Linked DNA regions of Mus musculus: region 2 is linked to region 1. Evidence: chromatin contacts called from public promoter capture Hi-C data. All regions are on one chromosome and are shown on one strand. Each heading gives the region's core, a stretch centred on a gene start, on an enhancer-like site or on the middle of the called end of the contact. The rest is flanking DNA. Distances are from core to core; before and after follow the strand shown.

Region 1 (7,188 bases), core at 1,608-4,107:
CAGCTGCTCGTAGTTCTCTTGCGCGCGGCCCAAGCTGGCCTCCAGGGAGCTCCGCAGGCCCTCCCGCTCCTCCTGCTGCTGCCGGACTCGGCCTCTAAGCAGCGCCTCGTGGCGCGCCCGCTCGGCCCGGCTCAGCTCGCGCTTCTCGCGCTGCAGTTGGCCCTCTTGCCGCTCTCGGGCGCGCGCCGCCCGCTGGGCGCGCTCCCGGCGGACCAGCTCCGCGCGCTCCCGCCCCTCTTGCCGGCCCTCCTCCCTCTGCTTCAGGTTCTGCTCCTGCTGCAGCTTGCGCAGCCGGTCGTCCCGCGCGGCGCGTTCCACCCGCTCCCGCCGCAGCAGTCCCTGACGCTCCGCCAGCTCCCGCCGCCGCTCCTCGCTGCGCTCGCACTGCTGCTGCCGCCTCCGCGCGGCCTCGCGCTCCTCCCGGCCCCGGCGACCGCGCCGCTCCTCCACCTGCGCCGCCCAGGCCCGCCGGCCCCGCTCCAGCGCGCGCTGCTTCTCTCGCTCCTCGCGCTCCCGCCGCTGTTCGGCGCGCACGCGCTGCTGCTCCCACTGGCCGTGGGCCGCGGCGCGCTGCTCCAGCAACAGGCGCTCTTCCTGGTGCCGGGCCAGCATGAGGGCGGCGATCTTGCGGTCGCGCTCGGGTACCCCGCGCAGGCCTCGCTCGGCGCGCACTTGGCGGACGATGCGCTCCACATGCTGGGCTGTCTGCGGCGAGTGGCTCAGGTCTCCGAGGCTGAAGCTGCGGGCCGTGAGCGGAACCAGAGCAAGGGCCGAAGGGCGGCCCAGTGGGTTAGGTGCAGACGACGCCGAGCCCGCGGGGCAGCTGTTCCTGGCGGAAGCTCGAGGTGGCCAGCGAAGCTCCCGAAGGCTCTCCCCGCTGTAGGACGACGACGAGGCCCCGGACTCGGAGCTCAGGGCACCGTCCCTCCGGCGGGAGAGCGAGTCCAGCGAGTGGCTCTTTCTACCTGTCCGAGAACCGGCGGGCGGAGGCCGGCTCCTGGCGGGGGGACTGGGAGAAGTCCTTCGAGCAACTCGCGAGGCGGGCGAGGCCGGGAGGCTGCTGCTGCTGCTGCAGCTGCTGCTGCTGCCCCCGCTCAGGGCCGAGGCTGAGGCTGAGGCTGAGGCCGAGGCCGGGGCTGCCGCCGGACCCTTCGGTGTGAACAGGCGCCGCTTCTCCTCGCGCATGATGCGCTCGCGCTCGGCGCGGCACTGCTGCAGTTTGGCCAGGCGCTCCGCCTCGTAGGCCTCGTACAGGCCGGTGGCCACGCGCATGGAGCGGCCCGGGGCCTCGCGCACCAGGTCGGCCAGGGCCCGAGGCAGCAGCTCCACGGGCTTGACCGCGCATCGGGCGCAGGCCTCCAGAGAGCGGGGGCTGGTCAGGACGTAGCGGCTGCCCTCTGCCTCGGGGCAGGCGAAATTGAAGAGATCGAGGTGCAGCAACGGAGACTGCTCCCGACGTCCACCTTCTGCCCCGCAGGGGACTTCAGCCTTACGGGGCGCCGCCGCGGAGGCGGAGGCCGAGGAGGCAGCCGGCTGCTGGGCTCCCTGGGCATCGGGGGGCTCGGACGCTGTGGCCTCATCCCCTTCAGAGCCACCGGGCTCCGCTCCCTCTTTCTCCTCTTCTGGCACCGGGTCCACCATAGCTGAACCTCGTTCTTTGTTGGAGTCCCTGAGATGACAGAGGGGCGGGGGGACATAGAGGATCTGTGAGCTGTTCCTCCCTCCTCAGCCATATTTACCCCTCCCAACTTAATCCGATTTCAGATTAGGCTCAGGGGCCTGATGGAACGTAAATCCTAAAACTGATGCCCCAAAAACTCAGGCTGGGCAGTTGCGGTGGGGGGACGCTGGGCCTTAGACAGCAGCCTCAGTCTCCCTCAGACCTAGAATGCAGGGCCTTTCAGGAGACCACATTGGCGTGAGGCCCACTAGCTGCATCCCCTTCCTGCAAAGATTGAAGTGCAAGGAAGGCTGCAGCCAGCGAGGGAGGCGCTGGAGGATTCCCCGGAGGATTAGCTATTTGTTTGTAGCTTAGGCGGGCTGCTGGGATGCAGCTTTGCAAGAACACAAAAGGGGAAGGGGCCTGTGCATGCCAAAGTGCATTGCTGCGAGGGCCCCAGTTGCCTAGGAAGAAGTTTATGGTTGATTTCTCTCTACCAAAAGGACCCGGAGCGCAGGGCCCCCGGGAGATGGAAGGGCTGAAAAGAGTCTCCAAAGGCTTCTCCGAGTGGAGTGATGGATTCTTTCTCCAGCCTCTCCAGCGGGGCTTGCTGGGAGCTCTCTGCCTTCCTCTTCCTCCAGCCCCCACCCGGTGTTTGCTCAAGATGCACAAGGCACCTGAATCCTCCCAGATGCACCCGATCTCCAAGGCCGAATGTGTAGTTAAAGGTACCATCAACCCCAGTATGGTGGACTCAGACATCAGCCGCTGATGCTCACCAGTTTCCGCACCGCATCTCAGGGGAGTGGGCTCTTAGAGCGCCGTAAACCCTGCCGCTCCATTCTGGGAGCTGCTAGGTCTCCGAGCGGGTTCACTTACCCCAGGTCCGGGCTCCGGCCCCCTTGCCGAGGGCTTTTGTTCGCCTCTCGCTGCTCTCCCCGGCGCCTCTTCAGTCCCTGCGCCGGCGGGGTCGGGTTACTGCCGGCTGCAGCAGCCAGCGTCTCTCCATGGGAGACTACGAACTGGGAGCACACATCCCAGACGCTACCTACCCGGGGGAGGGGGAGTGCGACAAAGTCTCCCTAAAATAACGTAGCTCTGCTCCCTTGCTCACAACTGATTCTTAAAAAAGGAAGCTGGGTTCTTCCCTCGCCTCTGCATCCATCTCCACCTCTACCGCCAAGGTACCGCAGGTCTCTCGCTGCTCCTGGCGCCTCCTGGTGGCCACTTAAGGGTATTCATTTCTTTGCTTAGAGGACGACAAAGCAATTAAAAATACAGTAACTACACATGTATGCATATAAATGAATGCATGCATACATACGTAATACAGAGAGATGTGGACATAGCAGTTATCACCAGAAATCTAGTCTTTGGGCACCTTAGGCGGGTACAATGAAGGAATCAGTATATTTCTCAAAGGGATCTTAAGCAGACCAACAAGTCAGCAAGTAATTGGGTAGAAAGAGGGCACCTGGTCCAAATAGTGATTTTTATTTATTTAAGGAAAGCTAAGATGGGAGAACGAATGAGAACAAAGAATGATGCCACATTATGAAATTGCCATTACCTTGTTTGCTCACCTAAATAACTAAAAACAGTCGACAAAAACACACGGGTTCAGGCGGCAGAACACAAGTGACCAGCGGATGCTGCTTCCGAGTCGCTAGTTTCATACGATGAGACTGATCCTGATCGATGCCATGTAATGAGTGCTTTTTGATGACACCTCATCCTACCCTTCCATCGTGAGTGGTAGTGGCCAAAGACATCCCAGATTAGAATCCTCCAAGGAATGGGGGGGGGGGGGAGGTGTAGCATTAGAGAGTGTGGTGAACTATGATGCTAAAGAATCCGAAGGGCTGGTTGGTGGTGATGCCCGCCTTTGATCCCAGCACTCAGGAGGCAGAGGCAGGTGGAGCTCTGTGAGTTCAAGACCAGCCTGAGCTACAGAGTTCCAGGACAGCCAGGGCTACACAGAGAAACTAAACAAGCAAACAAAGGAAACCATGAGGGGAAAGTAAAGTTTTTGTTTTGTTTTGTTTTGTTTTGTTTTGTTTTGTTTTGGAAAGGGAAGGTTTTGAACAAGGAAATAATGCCGCAGATAGACTTTTTAGGAACATAACTCTAGCAACAACAGGGCAAGGCCCAAGAGACTAAGGAAGCAGTTGGGGAGGCACTGCAGGTACCCAGCACAGGGAATGTTGGAACCAGAAAGGGAGCGGTGGTAGGAAAGGAGGAAGGTGGGGGTTTGTAAATACAGTGGAAGGAACCACACTCAAAGCTTGGCTCTAGTGTGTGAAGTGAGGGATCAAGGATGGCTGCCTGGAGCAGTGGGATGCTGAGACAGACAGACAGACAGACAGACAGACAGACAGACACGGAAAGCGTGGATCCAGGAGGGAAGATTAGCTGGTATGGAATGCCAGTTATGGGCAGTTGCCCCTCTCCGTCATTAGAGTAGGACCATCCAACAGGTGGCTGGTTAAGTCATACTAGAGGTCTGGACTGGAACTAGATCGAGGATGTCACCATCTATGTAAGGTCCCTGTGATGGCTAGTTTTCTGTCCACTTGACACATGCTAGAGTCATTTAAGAAGAGGTGACCTCAACTGAGAAAATGCACCCCCAGACTACTCTGAAGGCAAGACTTGCATTTTCTTAATTAGCGATTGATGAGGGGGTGCCTGCCCATTGTGGGTGGTTTCACCTCTGGTGATTCTGGAGTGTGTAAGAAAGCAGGCTGAGTAAGCGTTCAGGAGCAAGCCAGTAAGCAGCAGCCTCTCGTCTTCTTACCTTGAGTTCCTGCCCTGACTTCCGCTTTCTCTCTCTCTCTTTCTTCCTTTCTTTCTTTCTTCCTTTCTTTCTTTCAAGATTTATTTATTAGCCAGGTGTGGTAGCGCACGCCTTTAATCCCAGCACTGGGGAGGTAGAGGCAGGCAGATTTCTGAGTTCGAGGCCAGCCTGGTCTACAAAGTGAGTTCCAGGACAGCCAGGGCTATACAGAGAAACCCTGTCTCGAAAAACCAAAAAAAAAAAAAAATTTATTTATTATTATAAGTACACTGTAGCTGTCTTCAGATTTCAGATGCACCAGAAGAGGGCGTCAGATCTCATTATGGATGGTTGTGAGCCACCACGTGGTTGCTGGAATTTGAACTCAGGACCTTCGGAAAAGCAGTCAGTGCTCTTAACCACTGAGCCATCTCTCCAGCCCCTGACTTCCTTTGATGATAAAAATATGACTGTAAGCAGAAATAAAATCTTTCCACCCCAAATTGCTTTTAGTCATGGTATTCCATCACAGCAATGGAAACCCCAACTAAGACAGGTCTTAGAATGAATAATATGTGTGAGACCACGAAGATAGGAAAGATGGGTTGATAACAGGATATCAGTGATAGGATTTCAAAGAAAAAGCAGACCCATGGATGAGACCAATAAGGAACGGAAGGAGAGTGTGCTTGCTATGTGAGGAGAGCGCTCAGAAGAACGTGATTCAAGTACTAAAGGCTACAGAAGTCCAAATGGGTTTCTTCTGGAATCAAATATCCAAAGTAACAGTCATCAGACTGAGTGACACTGGCAAACATCCCACCACGTTGTACGGGGAGCAGATGCCAAAGTGCAATGGTGATCGAGGAAGTAGGAGGTATTGATGCAACTCTTAGGCAATGATGTTAGGAGTTGTAAGGCTTGAACCTCACAAGCTAGCAAGTTAGCCCCTGTGGTGCATAGATGCTGATAGAGGACCTGTTTCTCATCTACAGAAAGAAAGAACATGGGGTTTGTCTTTTTGATCACAGTGGGACCAGGTGGACAGTACACATTAAATGGGCTTATGTTACAGGTGAGACACTTCCCCCCCTCCCCCCACCTCCCTTCTCCCTCTTGTTCCAGCCCCACTCACTCTGGTCCATAGTTTTTTTGTTTTTTGTTTCTCATTACGGATGTTTATGAACTCATGACCTCCGGAAGAGCAGTCAGTGCACTTAACCCCTGAGCCGTCTCACCAGCCCCAGGTGAGGCACTTTTAAAGGGAGCTTAATTTACATCACCAACTTGATTGGATTTAGAATCACCTAGAGATCTACCTCTAGGTGTATCTGTAAAGTCATTTCTAGGTTTAGCTGGGGAGGGAAGGCCCAGTCTGCATATGAGAGCATCATCCCATGGTCTGGGGTCCTGGACTGAATGAAAGAAGGGAATGAGTGGCAGGGGTGTGGCTCCATTGTTAAAATATTTACCTGGCATCTACAAAGCTGTGGGCTTGATTTTCATCACCATATAAAGCCCTGCATGGCAGTGCATACCTGTAACCCCAGCACTCAAGACGCAGAAGCAAAAAAATCAGAAAATTCAAGATTAGCCTTAGCTGCATATTGACTTGGAGGCAAGCCTATGCTGAATTACAAAGGCCCTGCTGTCTCAAAAAGAAAGAGGAAAAGGGAATATGGGCTAAGCACCAACACCCTTTGTTTCTATTCTCTGCTTCCTTACTATGGACACAATATGACCAGTCACCATGCCATCCATCACGATGAACCATACCCCTTTTAAACCAGGAATCAAAATAAACATTTTCCCTTCAGTGGCTTGTATCAGATATTTGGCCATAGCAGGGTGAAGAGTTACTAACAGGAGAGCTAAGAGTGAACCTGGTTCTCTTGTGTCCCAAGGGAGGCATTGTTTTAGTTATCCTGACTGGCAGAGAAATCCTCCCTCTGACTTGGAGGGAGCCACTGTCTCTAGTGTTCAAGGATGTTTGCTCAACAAACATCCGTAAACCAAAGTCCACCAAAGGCTTTGTGGGATGTGCAGCAGAAAATAGAGAAACAGATGGTCACATGGCTAGGAAGAGGTAGGGCTGGGATTTGGACCAGGCTCTGTCTAATCCCGAACACCATGATTTGTACTTTCACTTTAATCTCTGTATCTCAGAGATGTGGATCCAGGAAGTGATGAGTGGAGCGGGCAAATTAACCAATCCATACCCGGGTTTTCCTCTACAGAGAAGTCCCTTAAATTATCTCACAGAACCAGAAAGACTATATGCAAAGTATAAAAGCAAATATTTTCAGTGAGCAGTGGTGAATGTCATTTATTTTATTTTGATAAACCATTTAGATATGGACACACACACGCGCACACACACACACACACACATGTATGTATGTATGTATGTATGTATGTATCTCCCAAATTAGCCATGAACTTGCACACACATGTATGTATGTATGTATGTATGTATGTATCTCCCAAATTAGCCATGAACTTGCTGAGAATTACCCTAGAACTCCTCATCCTCCTGACTCTACCTTCCAAGTGCTGGAATTACACAGAGGTGAAAGGCTAAAGTCTATCACAAGGAGATTCCCCACTTCCCAAAGATCAGAATGTCACATCCAATTTCATTGTGACACACAGAGAAAGCAACACCCACCTTTCCACCGTGGTAAGACTATATTATTTTAGACAATTTTTTAAAAATCCTTTTTATTAAAAAGGGTGTGTGTGTGTAGAGATG
Region 2 (7,188 bases), core at 2,289-4,788, 160 kb after region 1:
TGATGGATAGGGCAGTTTCATGGGTATGTTTTCTTAAGATTTATTTATTTTATGTATATGAGTACACTGTAGCTGTACAGATGGTTGTGAGCCTTCATGTAGTTGTTGGGAATTGAATTTAAGACCTCTGCTCACTCTAGTTGGACCTGCTTGCTTCAGTAGAGGGAGTCAGATCTCATTATGGGTGGTTGTGAGCCACCATGTAGTTGCTGGGATTTGAACTCAGGACCTCTGGAAGAGCAGTCGTTGCTCTTACCCACTGAGCCATCTCTCCAACCCCTTGTGGGTGTTCTTAAAGTAAGAAGATTTGAATGTCTTGATTTGCATGATTTTGTAGGGTCTTCTGGGTCAAGAGAATAGCAAACCATCTTCACAGGTCACCTCAGGCCACTTACGGGAAGAGCAAAAGGGTTTATTTCATCTGCTTTCAAATGATAGTCTGTCAAACTGGAGAGCCAAGACATGAACTCAAGGGAAGAGGCTCAAAACAGAAACCATGGAAGGGATTGCTGCTTACTGACCTGTTCCCAAATTCAAGGTCAAGCTACCTTTCTTATGCAGTCTACTCCACTCAGCTAGGTGGGATACCACCCACAGTAGTGTACTGGGCTGGACTGCAACAATTAGCCATCTAGAAGATGCCTCAGATGCATTCCCTCAGGCCAATCGGAGAGAGACAATTTCTCTATTGAGTTTCCCTCTTTCCGGGTGTGTCAAGCCACAACTGATGTTAGCTTTGACCGACATATCGCCACCCCTTATCAAAAGAGTATCACTTTAAAGTAACCTTCCCTTTCTTATTTATTCTCATGATCTCATGTGAATACCATAATATAAAATGCAACTTTAAAAGTCCCACAGTCTGAGTTGGGATTTAGCTCAGTGGTAGAGTGTTTGCCTAGTAAATGTAAACGCAAGGCTCTGGGTTCCATCCTCAGCTCTGAAAAAAAAAAAAAAAAAAGTCCCACAGTCTTTAAACATTTTAACACTTTAAGACTGGGCATGGTGGCACATGTTGCTTTCAATCTCAATACTCTAGAAGCAGAGGCAGGTGAACCTCTTGTGAGTCTGAAGCCAGCCAAGTCTACATAGTGAGTTCCAGGAAAGCCAAGGATACATAGTAAAAACTTGTCTCAAAAAGCAACAGTTCAACACTTAAAAAGTTCTGTTACCCAACCCTAAGCTCTTGTGAACATCAAAGACGAGTTACATACTTTCTCATTCCAAAATGAAGAACTAGGATTTAGGAACTATCGGATTAAAGCAAACCCCCAAGCTATAGCAGTGTAAATCAAATCCCGCATTTCTGACCAAATCCTCTAGTCCAGCATCTGGACCCTGCAGAGGGATGTGCACAACTGCGCTGAGCTGCTGCGGACAGATGGAAGAGGAAACTTACACCCTGCGGGCCCCATAGCAGTTCCTTAGAGTGAAGAATGCCTTTTGGATTTGTTGGTTTTGTTTTTGTGACTAAATGAAAAAAAAAAAAAAGGAAATAAAAGGAGAACATGGCTACTACTGAAGTGCGGAGAAGATTTTTATTGTAGATATAAGGGAGAAAGCAGGCTGAACATGGCGGTGGCCTGAACATGGCAGGCAGACTAAACAAGACCATGAGGATAGAGGGGGAGGGAGAACAACAGAGGTGTTGTGTTTTATGAAGAAGAAAAAGAAGCCCAGGACCTGGTTGGTAGAGGCACGTGTGGTATCAGGTGTGGGGGAAGGTGGTGTCTCGGTGGGCCCAGGCTGAGGCATCCCTTCCCCCTGAGGTACCAGCCACAGGAAGGTATAGTATAGAATAGAGTTTATTTAGGGCATGGGGAGAGGAGTTGAGAGGGTAGTAAAGACAGAGAAAGCCAGGGAGAGGGAAGGAAGGGGGGGGGGGGGAGGAGACGCGACCAGAAAGAGAAGGGACAGAGAGGGTAGAGAGGAAGATAGTAAGAAGAGCATATAGTGAGTCAGGCACACCTGGCTGTTGCCAGGTAACTGTGGGGCAGAGCCTAGAAGACATGCCAAGAAGAGGAGCCACACACCAAGAAAGGCAACCAGACCAAGAGGGAAAGAGCGCAGCATAGCTAAAATGGGCTATACAGGGATGGGATTGGAGGAAGGGAAGCGGGAAGCGGAAAATCAGCCGCTGCAGGGATGGGGGAGGTGCAGGCGGGGGAGGCAGGTTTAGGGTAGAGGGTGGGGTGAAGAGCGCTGGGAGGAGCCACAGGTACTGCAAGAGCCTTCTCCCGGGTTTCTTTGAGACCTAACAAAGACAGGGTTTCACTCCCATAGTCCAGAATAGCCTTGATACTGCCTCATCCCTCTCAGATCTTTGAGTGCCAGGACTACAGGTGGAACCACCAAGCTAAGCCTCAGTGTCGTGATTCCGGCGTTTAAACGCTACAGACAAAAAAAAAAAAAAAAAAAAAAAAAAGTAAGCAAGGCTTCAATAACACTAGCCATCTGGATTCAGAAATGTGCTGGTCCCTTTAAGGTATCACGATAAAAATGACTGAGATGGGGGTCACAATATTGTCATCAGGTGGTTTTAATGTTGACTTTGATAAGTGAGTATTAGGTAGAAGAGGGGTCTGAGAAAACTGCAGAACATTAGAGGTGATGTCAGCGTCTGGTAGTTTGGATCTGTCTTGCTGATCTGTTTGACTTCACCTTTTCCTCTGAGAAGTCCCTATGTAACAGATAAATGGAAACAAAGTAAACGCTCACAACAGCTATGTGTTTGTTGTGGGAATCTCGGGATCACTGCATTGCCTTTGAAGCAAGAAAAGCACCTTGGCAACTCTCTAATCAGAAAGTCCCTGAGCTGGCAGGACCTGACAAAAATCTTGTCTTGCCAGACAGGTCTAGGGAGGACATTGAAATCTACTTTGTTTCCTCAGGTGTAAAGGAGGGTGGGGCTGCAGGTGTCCCCATGTCCTGGACTCCCAAGGCAGAACCTGGTGGGGGTGGGGCTTTATGGATGAGGTACGCGTAAGTGGCAGGGGGGTGGGGGGAGGCAAATGGCCACGGTCCAGTATTTGACATAGAATTTGCTTGGCTCCTTGCAGCTTAAACAGCTTGGCCATGGAAAACAATGAAGAGACCAGGAGAGACAACCCGACAATAAAAACGGTTAGATCAAGAAGGCTCCACAGTGCTTTCATTTAAGTGACCCAATGTGGCCTAGAAAACGGTCCCGCTTTTAAGTGACTGCAACCCAGGAAACAAAAGGGAAGAAATGCTCACCAGGAGCCTGGAGAAGTAATATTAATCTAAAGATAATACAGGGGCCAGTCATTGGGTTCATGACTCCAGGCCCCTGACCTACCATCCGTTGTTCATATTAGGAGTCAAGTGGTCTGATTTTTGTGATTTGATACTCAGCACAGCCTGCTGTTCACAAGATTGACCTTCCCCCATTAGCCAAGAGCTCAGCTCCTCTGCAAGCTCATGAGAAGGTCCTAGTGCTGGTGACTTGCTCAAAGCCTTCCTTTTGGCACTGTGCCAAGGTGGAACTGGTTCTCCAACCCTTGCTGAGATTCCCCCACAGCTCTACAGAGGCTGACGACAACAATACAAAGAGTTCACAGTGGTTCCTTCACACAGCTCAAAGTTCCGGAAGCTGGCCTGAATAGATTGGTGGCCACTGAGCATGCATATGGTTTTTATTTTTAAAGTAGTGTTATTTTTATTTACTCTGTGTGGAAGGGGAGAGAGAGAGAGACAGACAGAGAGAGAGAGAGAGACAGACAGACAGACACGCACACACACACAGAGAGAGAGAGAGAGAGAGAGAGAGAGAGAGAGAGAGAGTCCGTCAGATGTGTGCAGGTTTCTGAGGAGGTCAGAAGGATGTTGGGTCCCCTGGAGCTGAAGTTACTCCTGGTTGTGACTTCCAGCATGAATCCTGGGACTTGAACTCTGTTCCTCTGAAAGAGAAGGAAATGCTTTTACCTGCTAAGCCATCTCTCTAGTCCCTGACTGTGGTTTTATACTAGAAAGGTCACAGTCAAGAGTGACATCATTGGTTATTAATGTTTAAAGACCAATCTTTCCTTTTGGAGGGGAGGTAGGGTTGAGACAGGCTTATTCTGTATAGCACTGGCTGTCCTGGAACTCACTCTGTAGGCAGATTGGCCTCGAATTCACAGAGATCAACCTGTCTGAGCCTCCCAAGTGCTGAGATTAAAGGTGTTTGACACCCTTGCTCAGCTTTAATATCTGATTAACTTATTATTTAACTGTTCTTGAATGCTGTGTGATCCAATTGTTATTTGACTAAAATAAGATCCATCCTTTTGGTAAGGGGATGGCTGAAGAGATGGCTTAGCGTCTCTCCAGCCACTTTTCTCCTATCAATCACATGGGCTCCAGGAATGGAATCCAGGTCATGTTTGGTGGCAAATGCTTGTATCGATTCAATCATCTTTTTTTTTTTCGAGAGACAGGTTTCTCTGTGTAGCCCTGGCTGTCCTTGAACTCACTTTGTAGACCAGGCTGGCCTCAAAGTCAGAAATCCACCTGCCTCTGCCTCCCAAGTGCTGGGATTAAAGGCGTGCGCCACCACGCCCGGCCGATTCAATCATCTTTACCTCCAGACTTACCCTTTCTTTTTTTTTTTTTTTAAAGTTTTGTTTTTATCTATTTATTTATTTATTTATTTATATGAGCACATTGTAGCTGTCTTCAGACACACCAGAAGAGGGCGTCAGATTCTATTACAGATGGTTGTGAGCCACCATGTGGTTCCTGGGAATTGAACTCAGGACCTCTGGAAGAGCAGTCAGTGCTCTTAACCACTGAGCCATCTCTCCAGCCCCAGACTTGCCCTTTCTAACAGAACCTAGAACAGCGTTCTTAAGGGACTGTGTGGGTCTCCCTTTCCTCGGGGGGTTGTTGGATACCAGCACACAGGGCTAAGGGAGTGGAAGCACCAAGCAGGGTTCTTCAGAAGAAGGGAAGGGCTGAGCAGGACTTAAGTGCAGAATCAGGCCCCGCTTGCAGGAGGCTCTGTGCAGAGTCTTGGCCCAAATAAGGCCAGGCGCCTGTGCTCAGAGACGCTTTCCAAGTAAAATTAGGCAAATAAAGGGAAGCCCTACTGAGAATGGGAGTACTCCATTTTGCACGGAGTTTGGAGAGCTATTCAGGCATGGTGAACTGTGACCATAATAGTTGGGTTCTCCAACTGGACTGCAGCCAAGGCCTTATAACCTCTTGCCCTTGAAAGTAATCCTTTCCAGCCAGCCGCACACCGTGCCCCTGTCTCCTGAACTAAGTAAGGTTTCCTGGAAAAAACGTAACTACAACACTGTCCTTGTCCCTAATGACACTTCATTAAGAGGTGTCCTTGCTCCCTGGAGTTCCAGCCTGACCCAGTCTCCTGAATCCCTAATCTTGTAAATCCCCCACGATGGGCTCTGCCTCCTTTACCATGTGTACTTATTTCCTTCCCACCAGGTTAATAACACTAATTTCAAGCCGGGCGTGGTGGCGCACGCCTTTAATCCCAGCACGAGGGAGGCAAAGGCAGGCGGATTTCTGAGTTCGAGGCCAGCCTGGTCTACAAAGTGAGTTCCAGGACAGCCAGGACTATACAGAGAAACCCTGTCTCGAAAAACCAAAAAAAAAAACAAAAAAAACAAAACAAAACCAAAAAAAAAAAAAAAACACTAATTTCACGGGACTGTAAGCACAGGTCCTTGTCCATTTTCTGTTGCTAATAGCAACAACAAAAGCTAGGCAACTTACAAAGACAAGAGATTCACTAGGTTCATGGTTCAGGCCCTGGGTCAAAGGGCTCTGTCTGATAATATTCTTTCTTGGTGGAAAGTCCTGCGGTAGCACAGAGCATGACGTGGCAAGAGATAGGCAGTGTTCCAGAGGCCTAGCCAAAGCGGTTTTATGATTGTCTCATCTTTGAGATAACCCACTAGGGCATCAAGTGCTTCAACAGTTCTTGCTCTATTTTTGTTGTTTGTTTGTTTGTTTGTTTGTTTGTTTGTTTTTGAGGCAGGGTTTCTCTGTATAGCCCTGGCTGTCCTGGAACTCACTCTGTGGACCAGGCTGGCCTCAAATTCAGAGATCCACCTGCCTCTGCCTCCCGAGTTGAGTTCTGGTTCTAAAGGAATGTAATGAATCCATTTTAGAGAACTTCAATGTCTCATCTTTTTTTAGACAAGGTCTTACCCTGGATAGTCTGGAATTCTCTATGTAGAGCAGACTGGCCTCAAACTCACATAGATTTTCCTGTCTGTGTGTTCTCAGCTCTCACCTCTTTTTAAAAAATTATAATTTTATTTATCTATGTGTATGGGCTCAAATGTACCGGGTGTGTACATGTAGAGGTCAGAGGACAACTTGTAGAAACTTGCTTTCTCTTTCCACTATGTGAGTCTAGGTATCTGAATTCTGGGCATCAAGCTTGGTGGCATCTCAAAAGCTCAGGTCTTGCTTCTTAGTGTCTCACAACAGGAGTTAAAACCACAGGAGGATGCCCCAATTGGCTTCTTCCTTCCTTCCTTCCTTCCTTCCTTCCTTCCTTCCTTCCTTCCTTCCTTCCTTCCTTCCTTCCTCCCTCCCTCCCTCCCTCCCTCCCTCCCTCCCTCCCTCCCTCTCTCTCTCTCTCTCTCTTTCTCTCTCTCTGTCTCTCTGTCTCTCTCTCTCTCTCTGTCTCTCTCTTTTTCTTTTTGCAGTTTGTTGTTGTTGGTTGTGGGTGTTTTGTTGTTGGTTTTTATCTGTTTGTTTGATTGATTGTTTTGCAGCCCTGGCTGGCTGTCCTGGAACTTGCTCTGTAGACTAGGCTGACCCAGAACTCAGGAATCCTGTTTCTGTTGGAATTAAAGGCATGTACCACTATGCCCACCTGGTGGCGGTTTATTCTCCTCCTTTTCCTCCTCTTCCTTCTCCTCTTCTTCCTTCTTCAAGAGGAGAAAAACAGATTTAATTTGAGAGTCCTACAGAAAGGGTTCTGTCTCCAGTAGACTTCATGCACCTAAATGGGGTACATCTGGACTCTGTGATGTATTATGCATGCTACTTTACTCATGTTTAAGATGAAGATTCTGAGGCTAGAGAGTGCTTATAACTGCCAAGTCATTTCTCCAGCCCCATGGGAAGATACATTTTGAAGGAGAAAGTATAAGGTATATTGGATGGTGAAGACTGAATAGGCAAAAGTGTAAAATAGCACATTAGTGA

What was found. Promoter capture Hi-C pulls out the DNA fragments that hold promoters and counts their contacts.
Region 2: a contact with region 1 is called in a promoter capture Hi-C map of embryonic stem cells, with 3 times the contacts expected there. The contact joins the promoter of 1700052I22Rik here to the promoter of Ccdc177 in region 1. A contact is called at or near these places in 16 of 39 promoter capture datasets (the C10 cell line, the HPC-7 cell line, Sertoli cells and 11 more), 2 of 15 datasets of contacts at CTCF or cohesin (embryonic stem cells and large pre-B cells), 2 of 484 Hi-C or Micro-C datasets (bone marrow-derived macrophages and cortical neurons), 20 of 115 datasets of contacts at active chromatin or transcription factors (SST interneurons, acute myeloid leukemia, bone marrow-derived macrophages and 9 more) and 5 of 9 other capture datasets (adipose tissue, embryonic stem cells, liver and 2 more).

The regions. Positions count from the first base shown.
Region 1 is chr12:80,757,858-80,765,045 of GRCm38.p6, forward strand. Ccdc177 (coiled-coil domain containing 177) reads right to left here and starts at 2,858. Exons shown (of 2, transcript NM_001008423.2): 1 at 2,540-2,858; 2 at 1-1,669. The coding sequence starts at 1,641.
Region 2 is chr12:80,920,909-80,928,096 of GRCm38.p6, forward strand. It overlaps 1700052I22Rik (RIKEN cDNA 1700052I22 gene), which reads right to left and starts at 3,539. Exons shown (of 2, transcript NR_033786.1): 1 at 3,320-3,539; 2 at 2,524-2,680.